Regions from separate parts of the Zea mays genome. Here region 1 is linked to region 2. A link is a contact called in public Hi-C data. All regions are on one chromosome and are shown on one strand. The core of a region is the stretch at or near the end of the contact, and the rest is flanking DNA. Distances in the headings are between cores, read along the strand shown. Region 1 holds the start of LOC103627801. Region 2 holds the start of LOC100191321 (1-aminocyclopropane-1-carboxylate oxidase 1Acc oxidase).

The links. Hi-C and Micro-C count contacts between places; a contact is called where the count stands out from the background.
Region 1: a Hi-C map of ear shows a contact between it and region 2, with 2.0 times the contacts expected there. The contact joins the promoter of LOC103627801 here to the promoter of LOC100191321 in region 2. A contact is called at or near these places in 10 of 25 Hi-C or Micro-C datasets (bundle sheath, ear, endosperm and 4 more) and 1 of 3 datasets of contacts at active chromatin or transcription factors (leaf).

Annotation. Positions count from the first base shown.
Region 1 is chr5:219,305,486-219,309,250 of Zm-B73-REFERENCE-NAM-5.0, reverse strand. LOC103627801 reads left to right here and starts at 1,720. Exons shown (of 9, transcript XM_008648104.3): 1 at 1,720-2,336; 2 at 3,548-3,689. The coding sequence starts at 2,239.
Region 2 is chr5:219,169,494-219,172,925 of Zm-B73-REFERENCE-NAM-5.0, reverse strand. It overlaps LOC100191321 (1-aminocyclopropane-1-carboxylate oxidase 1Acc oxidase), which reads right to left and starts at 1,644. Exons shown (of 3, transcript NM_001136755.1): 1 at 1,466-1,644; 2 at 679-908; 3 at 1-108. The coding sequence starts at 1,582.

The DNA of each region.
Region 1 (3,765 bases), core at 471-2,970, 140 kb before region 2:
CTAGAAAAACCTGCTCCACCTTCCCTTAAAACAGCTCCTCAACCAACCAAATATGGACTTCCACTTAAAGTTTGATCGAAATTACCCGCAATTGCTATTGGACAAAAACATAACGAGCCAATTTATGGATTAAACATTTGAGACCATTTTATGCACTACTATGATGGGAATATTTTATATGTTATTGTTTCATAATTTTTTTCCGTATATGCATCCTACTTATTGGTTTGTAACAAAGTTGAACTGCAAAGGGTACAACAGACAATTGTCACAGACTACCAACTCTCAGCAGACAAGAATCAGTTTACTTGCCAAACGGTTTTAAAAATGATTCTGATTCTCTAGGAGAATCAGGAGGATCAGCTCCTCACGAGGATCAAGATCTAGAGCTAAAGAAGCAGGAGCTGGAGCTTTGCCAAACAGACCCTTAATTGTGAAACAAAGGTTAGGGAAGCATGTGATCCTTCACTTGTTGGATTGGCCTTTGCCATCAGAAAATTGCAAAACCCTTTATGTGCTGTCTTTATAGGATGAATCCTAAATATTCGAATTATATAAAAAATTTAATACTTTAACATAGATGTGCATAAATTTGGTCATAGGTTGAAGACAAGAATATTTTTTATACATTTTTTGCATTATTTTCTCCATACAACGGAGAAGGTGAACGGGCATCTGAATATATCTGAACATCTGAATCTATCTGCATCTAAATTTTATATCAATTATTTAAATAATATATAAAACGAATTTAAGGTTTAAGTTTTATGAATCTTAATAAGCTCGATACTAAAAACAAGGATATACGTTTATATAACATATTTTATATCATATTTGGCTGACATCCGGATCCATTCCTAGGTATTTATTTCCATACTGTGCGAGTTGTAATATGACTAGCTTACGATCAATTTTACTTCCTTTGTCTAATAATAAGTGACCTTTAATAATTTAGTAAAAATCATATTAGTGTGAAAATATACATATATTTATTGTATTTGAGAAAAAAGAAAAAACTACGAAAAACACAACTATAATCAAGTTGTGTGATTCGTATATATAGGTATAGGTACATTTATTTTCGAAAGAAAAACTAAAGTCTAGTGCACTTATTGTACCACCGAGTACTCCCTAGCAGAGTGCCTGCCAAAAATCAATATGGTCTGCAAAGCAACAATTCCGTTGCCTGTCGCTCGGCTCGAGCCACGAGGCGTCACGCGCACGCCGTTCGTTTGCTTGCGTGTCCCCATGGTATTCCGCACCTCCGCGCTTCTGTCCGAACACCGCACTCCTTTCGCGCTCGGGCCGAAACGCCATCTCGGATTCTCGGAGGCCCATCCCACGGGCCACGGCGCACGTCAGAACTTGCGCAGACGATCCCAGCCTGGTCACGCAAGTTTCGCCTCACTTCTCTAGCTCCTTCCACTGGAGCGTGGTCCCACAGAACCAGAACCCACGCGTCAGGGAGAAACTGGAAGCGCTCGTCGTGCTACCTTTGCTTTGACGCGCGGCAAGCAGATGTGCCAAACGAGATGACGACAGCCGCGGAGGCGCATCACGCTGCCTTGTGGGGCAAGCACACAAACCGCCAGCTGGGCCCCACCATCAGTAACGCGGCCACGCGGTGCCGGTACGTCGACATTTGCGCCGTCAGCTATCGCCCGCGCCGAACGCGCCACCGCGTTGAACAAAGTGCGAGATGCCTGACGAGTGGGGTCCGGGAAAGCATCGTCCCCACATGTCATCAGCAGCTAAATATCCGAACTGTCTCGGGCGCAGACCGCAGAAGAAGTTACCCAAAGCAAAAGGGTAGGCGGGCTGCCACGGCCCGCACCCCCGCGCCCGCCGTTGGTTGGTTGGCTGCCTGCCTGCCTGCCTTCTCCCGCGGAGGGCACCGCGCCTCGCCGCGATCCGGTCACCGCCCTCCTCCCTGGCACGGGCGGAGCTCCACATCGCGTGGCAGCCGCGCGGTGGCGGCGGCGGCGTGTTGAAACTGGGAAGCCATTGACGATCTGGTGCCGCGTGGGGAAAAAGGGAGGCGGGCGGGCGGTGTCTTTACCGCCCGCGCGCGGGCATTAACTCCGGGCTGTGGTACCTGACCACCCTGGCTTGCGGATAAGCACAACGCCATGGGAGCACAGAGCTGACCTCGAGGAAGGTACTTGAGGAGGAAGCCTCTCCGATTCCACCATATTCGCACCCGGATTTGGGGGACTCCAGCGTCTGATCTGCCGTTTGATGCAAGAACTTGCCGTTTCTCAGCTAGGCTGCTGCGGCGAGATGGTGCGGGCCGGCGAGAATAGGCATTTCTTCCCGCTCACCAGCTTGCAAATCGGGTACGTTTTTCGGGGAATTCTCTCTCTTGTGCTCGGATTTTGTCACGCGATTGTTGGTTCTTTGCCCACAATAAGACTGCCGGCCTCTGGTTGCCAGCTTGCCGGCGAGGTGCTGGTGCTCGCTCACTGGAGTAATGGAGCAGAATGCTTTTGGCGCTCTTTTTTTTTCCTGTTGCGAATTGCGTTGTTTTACTGTTTGTGAGGTCGTTAAGATTGCAATGCGATGTGGTTTTGATGCTGATTTGTTGTTTATGCGGATGAGAGATGTTCGGCGAGTGATATAGATGTGCAAATTCAAAACATTTCCCCTTTTTCTTGTGTACAGTTTACCACTAGTTCTTGCAGGGAAACTGGCATGAGCCCGTTTGCCTCAAAGAAGTGAATTGCTTGCTTTTGTGCCGCCTGCAGAAGATAATTCCAACATACTGTTTTTGGGAAAGTGACAGGAATTGTCACAAAACGGGGAATGGGCAATTTTTATTCGCTTGTGTAGATGTTTCGGGAGGTACACTTGCGTTGCGTGGTCGCCAAATGGAAAGGAAACCCACGGTTGGAAATATTGTTAGTTGAAGCGACAAATGGTCAGAAATTCAGAATTGCCATGCACTGGAACCATTTTTCATTTTTGCCACTCATAGCGTTTCTCCCAACTTGTACAACATGGACTTTGTTCGACCGCCGGTAGTGATAGTAAAATCTGCATTCTGTCCGGTGGTCCCAGCAAAAACTGCCCAGGCTTCTGCTGCGTGTGTCCTTCCGTCCTGTGAACTGATCAGTATATATGTTGTGTGCCTATATTAGTTTCTGAGGTGCTGTGTTTTCAGTTTTTCGCTCACATTTGGACTTCAGCGTCCACAGACGAAATGAAAGAAAAGCTAAAAACTAAGCAGTTCAATATTATATGTTAACAGCTGAATTTCTGATATGTTTTTTCCCGGAGCTGGTATTTGCAAACGAGAATTAGTGCTGTGCTGGTGAGCATTTTGCACTTTCAGTTCCATGGTTTTGTCTATTTAGTTTCTGGGTTTTGACATCTCAATGTTTATTCTTGTCATCTGTTACAGCTCATGTAAGGTGGAATATGCTTTTTAGGGTGGGCATGATTTTTTACATTGATCTGATAACCTGACATTCTTTGTAAATTATATTAAATCATTTCTATTTATTATGAGTAGGGAACTAAACAAGGTTTTCTTTCATTTTAAACGCAGAGATTTACAGTCATATCTTGCAGAACTGACAATATTTTTGTGCCCTCATACCAAGAAGTTCCTTATATTGCTCGACAATCGCCCATGGTTGCTAGATCAGGATACAAAACCTGCTCATCTATGGCAATTGATGGTTACTAAGGTCTGTTGTTCTCGCTGCTTTATGCACACCTATGGCAGTATCTCTTTCTTGCTTAAGTTTCACTGTGATGCTAACA
Region 2 (3,432 bases), core at 395-2,894:
AAGGCCGCCTTCAGGTACCCGGGCTCCAGGCCCAGGTTCTCGCACAGCAGGTCCAGCAGCCTCTCCGACAGCTTCCGGATCTCCGATGCGAACTGCTCCATCACCTGCCTGCAGCGACACGGAAGGAAGGAAGGCTTTGAGACACGGCCGGAATATTCCACCGGACAAACAGCGCTGTCGCCTGCTGAAAGGCGATTCGACCTTGTCATAGCTACGGGGCTCGCACCGCATTCTGCTGTACAGCTAGCTAGCTTGTCAAGCAATTAAAGGCAACGAGATGAACAGATAACTAACTGTTTTCGCGTCGTCGTCGTCGTCAGGCAGAATTCTGATAACTTAATTATATGCGTATGGACAAAATTTCTCGAAACATTACTTAATCCGTTATGTAGGAGCAGGTCAGGTCAGGTAGTATCCCAGCCTGGTATACTCAAGTCACTCTCAAGCTAAGACTAATCAGATCAATTAAAATAAACTGATCAGTCAAAAGCGGGTGACATGGCACTTAGAACATTCCGAGAGAAGCCAACAAAAAGTCGATTAACAAAGACGACTGATCATTGGGTCGCAGCTAGCAGATAAACACTAATAATATATGATACTGATCCACACGTCATTAATTTAATGGCGCGCATCCGCACGCACGCACGTAGTGTTGTGTTTGAGGTCTGAACGCACCTGTAGCGGTCGTCGACGTCGGGGAGGTCGGCGAGGTTGGAGGCCGGGAGGTGGCGGACGAAGAAGGTGCTCTCCCAGTCCACGTCCTTGACGTCGGCGCCCTTCTCGCCGGCCTCCAGCGTCCGCGCCGCGAACTCCTGGAACTTGGCCTCCCGGAAGGTGGCGTAGTGCGCCTTGGTCAGCCGCTCCACCTCGTCCATCAGCTCGTGCGAGATGCCGTGGTTCAGCAGCTGCATGCATGGGGATGGGGACAAGACAATACATGAGATGGTGATTCGTTCGAGAGCTGGGCATCAACGAACCAATAGATAAGATGCTACTTGTGTGTGTGCTGATCAGCTAGGCGCGGTGAGAGAAAGACGTGATGGAATCAGCTGGTGGTCGGCCGGTTGATGGCATGGAGAATAGGAATCTGTACGTTCGAGGATCGTTGGCTGTTTGTTAGGTAAAGCAAGCTGCTAGAATACTTTGTTTTGCTTTTCTTTTTCTGGAACGGTGCTCGCTTTAATGTGTATCGGTTTCTACTGTCAGGAACAACTAGATTGATTTAATCCGAAACGAACAGCCTGCATGTGCTGACAGAATGAAGGGGCTCTAGATGTTGAAGAAGCAGGGGGGTGGCAGGTCAGGCAAACAACAAGTGAAGTAGTAATTCTTCCTGCTGTGTGTGGTTAGATCATTACTTATTGTGATCAGGTGTGGTGCGTAGGTTAGTAGAATAATTGTGTTCTGTGGTAGCTTCGTGTGAGCAGCAAGCAGTCTGCAGAGTATGTATGTATATGCACACCTCGAAGAAGCCCCAGTTCTCGCAGCCGTCGCGGATGACCTCCATGGCCGTGGCCCTCTCCTCTGTCTCCAGCTTCTCCATGTTCACCACCGGGAAGGAGGAAACCGTGGCCGCCATCTCTCTCTAGCTCTCGTGATGTCTCGCTGTGTTGCTTAACAAGGCAGGACAGGGCAGGCTTGAGTTTGTTTGAGTGGAGAGCGAGGCGGTGCGCGCGGCCCAATTTATAGGCGGCTGAGCGAGAAATGTTGGATTACCAGAATGGCCTCGCGACGGTACGTTTATTATTACTTTCATAGTTTAGTCAGATGGATTAGGAAGCCAAACTACGCATTCTCAAATAAAAGCAGTCTGGACGTATATAGCCCGCCGCCCGCGATGCTCGCTGATCGGCTAGAGCTAGCCGCCTCGACGCTCGACGGTGTAGATGAGCATGCAACCTGGGAGGCTGGGACAGGACAGTCCGGATGTGCAGTACCGTATTCGAAACAATTAGAACTGAATTTATTCCTTCTTGCTATAATACCATCTATGTCTATGTTTTTTAGTCTATATATCTGCACCCATAATTTATAGGTCTGAAGACAAAATTTCTGAAACCCACTAATTAATAATGTTGGTAATTTAGCAAATCACCTATCGTGTACACCAGTCCGACACATTATGACCTAATCTACAAAAGTTAGTCCAACAGCAGCCAAGTCTGCTAAGATTTTACTAGACCATCAGCACACCACTCAACTTGCCTGGTAACCTTTAACTCCCCCTCCCCTCCTCAGTGCGACCCCTTCATCGCACCGCGTCATCTCTAACTAGGGTGCCGTTTGGTTCATATATTTGTAATGTAATGGGTAACGGATAACATTAAATCATGTTTGTTTTAGTCCAACCGTAATCAGATACCACACTAAAATTTGATACCAGCCTATTCAAATTTGTTACCGCCAGTAATCGAGCCGAAACCATTACCATTACCATTTGCGTTACATTTTTTGAACCAAACAGCACCTAGATGTGTGCACGGCGAGCTGAGTGGACAATATACCGAGTGGACAGATTTTTTTACACATCTATAACTAGACGTGTGCATGGGCACGGCGAGCCGCAATTATGCGGGCTATTCGAGATAGAGACAAGTCCTCTGAGGATTATTGCAACTGATCCCAGCTAATTAGGCTGGATATATATGATATAGATTATTGTACGATATCATACGGCTGTGATCCTATTCTATTACTCCCTCCGTTTCTTTTTATTTGTCGCTGGATAGTGTAATTTTACACTATCCAGCGACAAATAAAAAGAAACGGAGGGAGTACCTAGCTATCTGTAGGCCTAATCCTATACTTTACAGATTGATGTGGTCAAGACATTAGAGATAGTGGCATACGTAAGTACTCTACGACGATTCCAGATTTGAATACGGCTTTGTATGTCTTTTTTTTCGGTCACCGCCGCACCACCTACCAAAATTAGCAAATTCCTGTTTTTATTTGCCCCAAATTCCGACATAAGTACATAAAAATCTTGATTTTATTGCATTAAAACTTCAAGACTAGTTTGGAAACTTAAACCACCGTACCTCGGGGTTTCTGGAGATTTGAGTCTCAATCCCCAGAAAGGATTTCAGTTTTCAAACTAGCACCAAAATAATATATATACGGATTGTTTAGTCACTGAAGCCCAATCTTAAGCTAAATGCTATTCTATGAATTTTACATTTTTTTTATACCTACCTGTGAGGTACATAGGTTTGGATTTGATCCCTAATCTAGACCCTATGTCCCTCTCTGATAGCGCGGAGTTGGGTCATTTCCACGATTGAGCAGGCAGCACGTTGGCCTGCTGCCAGCAAGCCGCTCAAAAATAAATGATATGGTTTGCTGTCTGGTCTGGCCAAACAATTCTGTCTGGAGGTGCCACTGACCAGACCCGAAATGGCGAAACGCCATGCCTTTGCATTACTACAT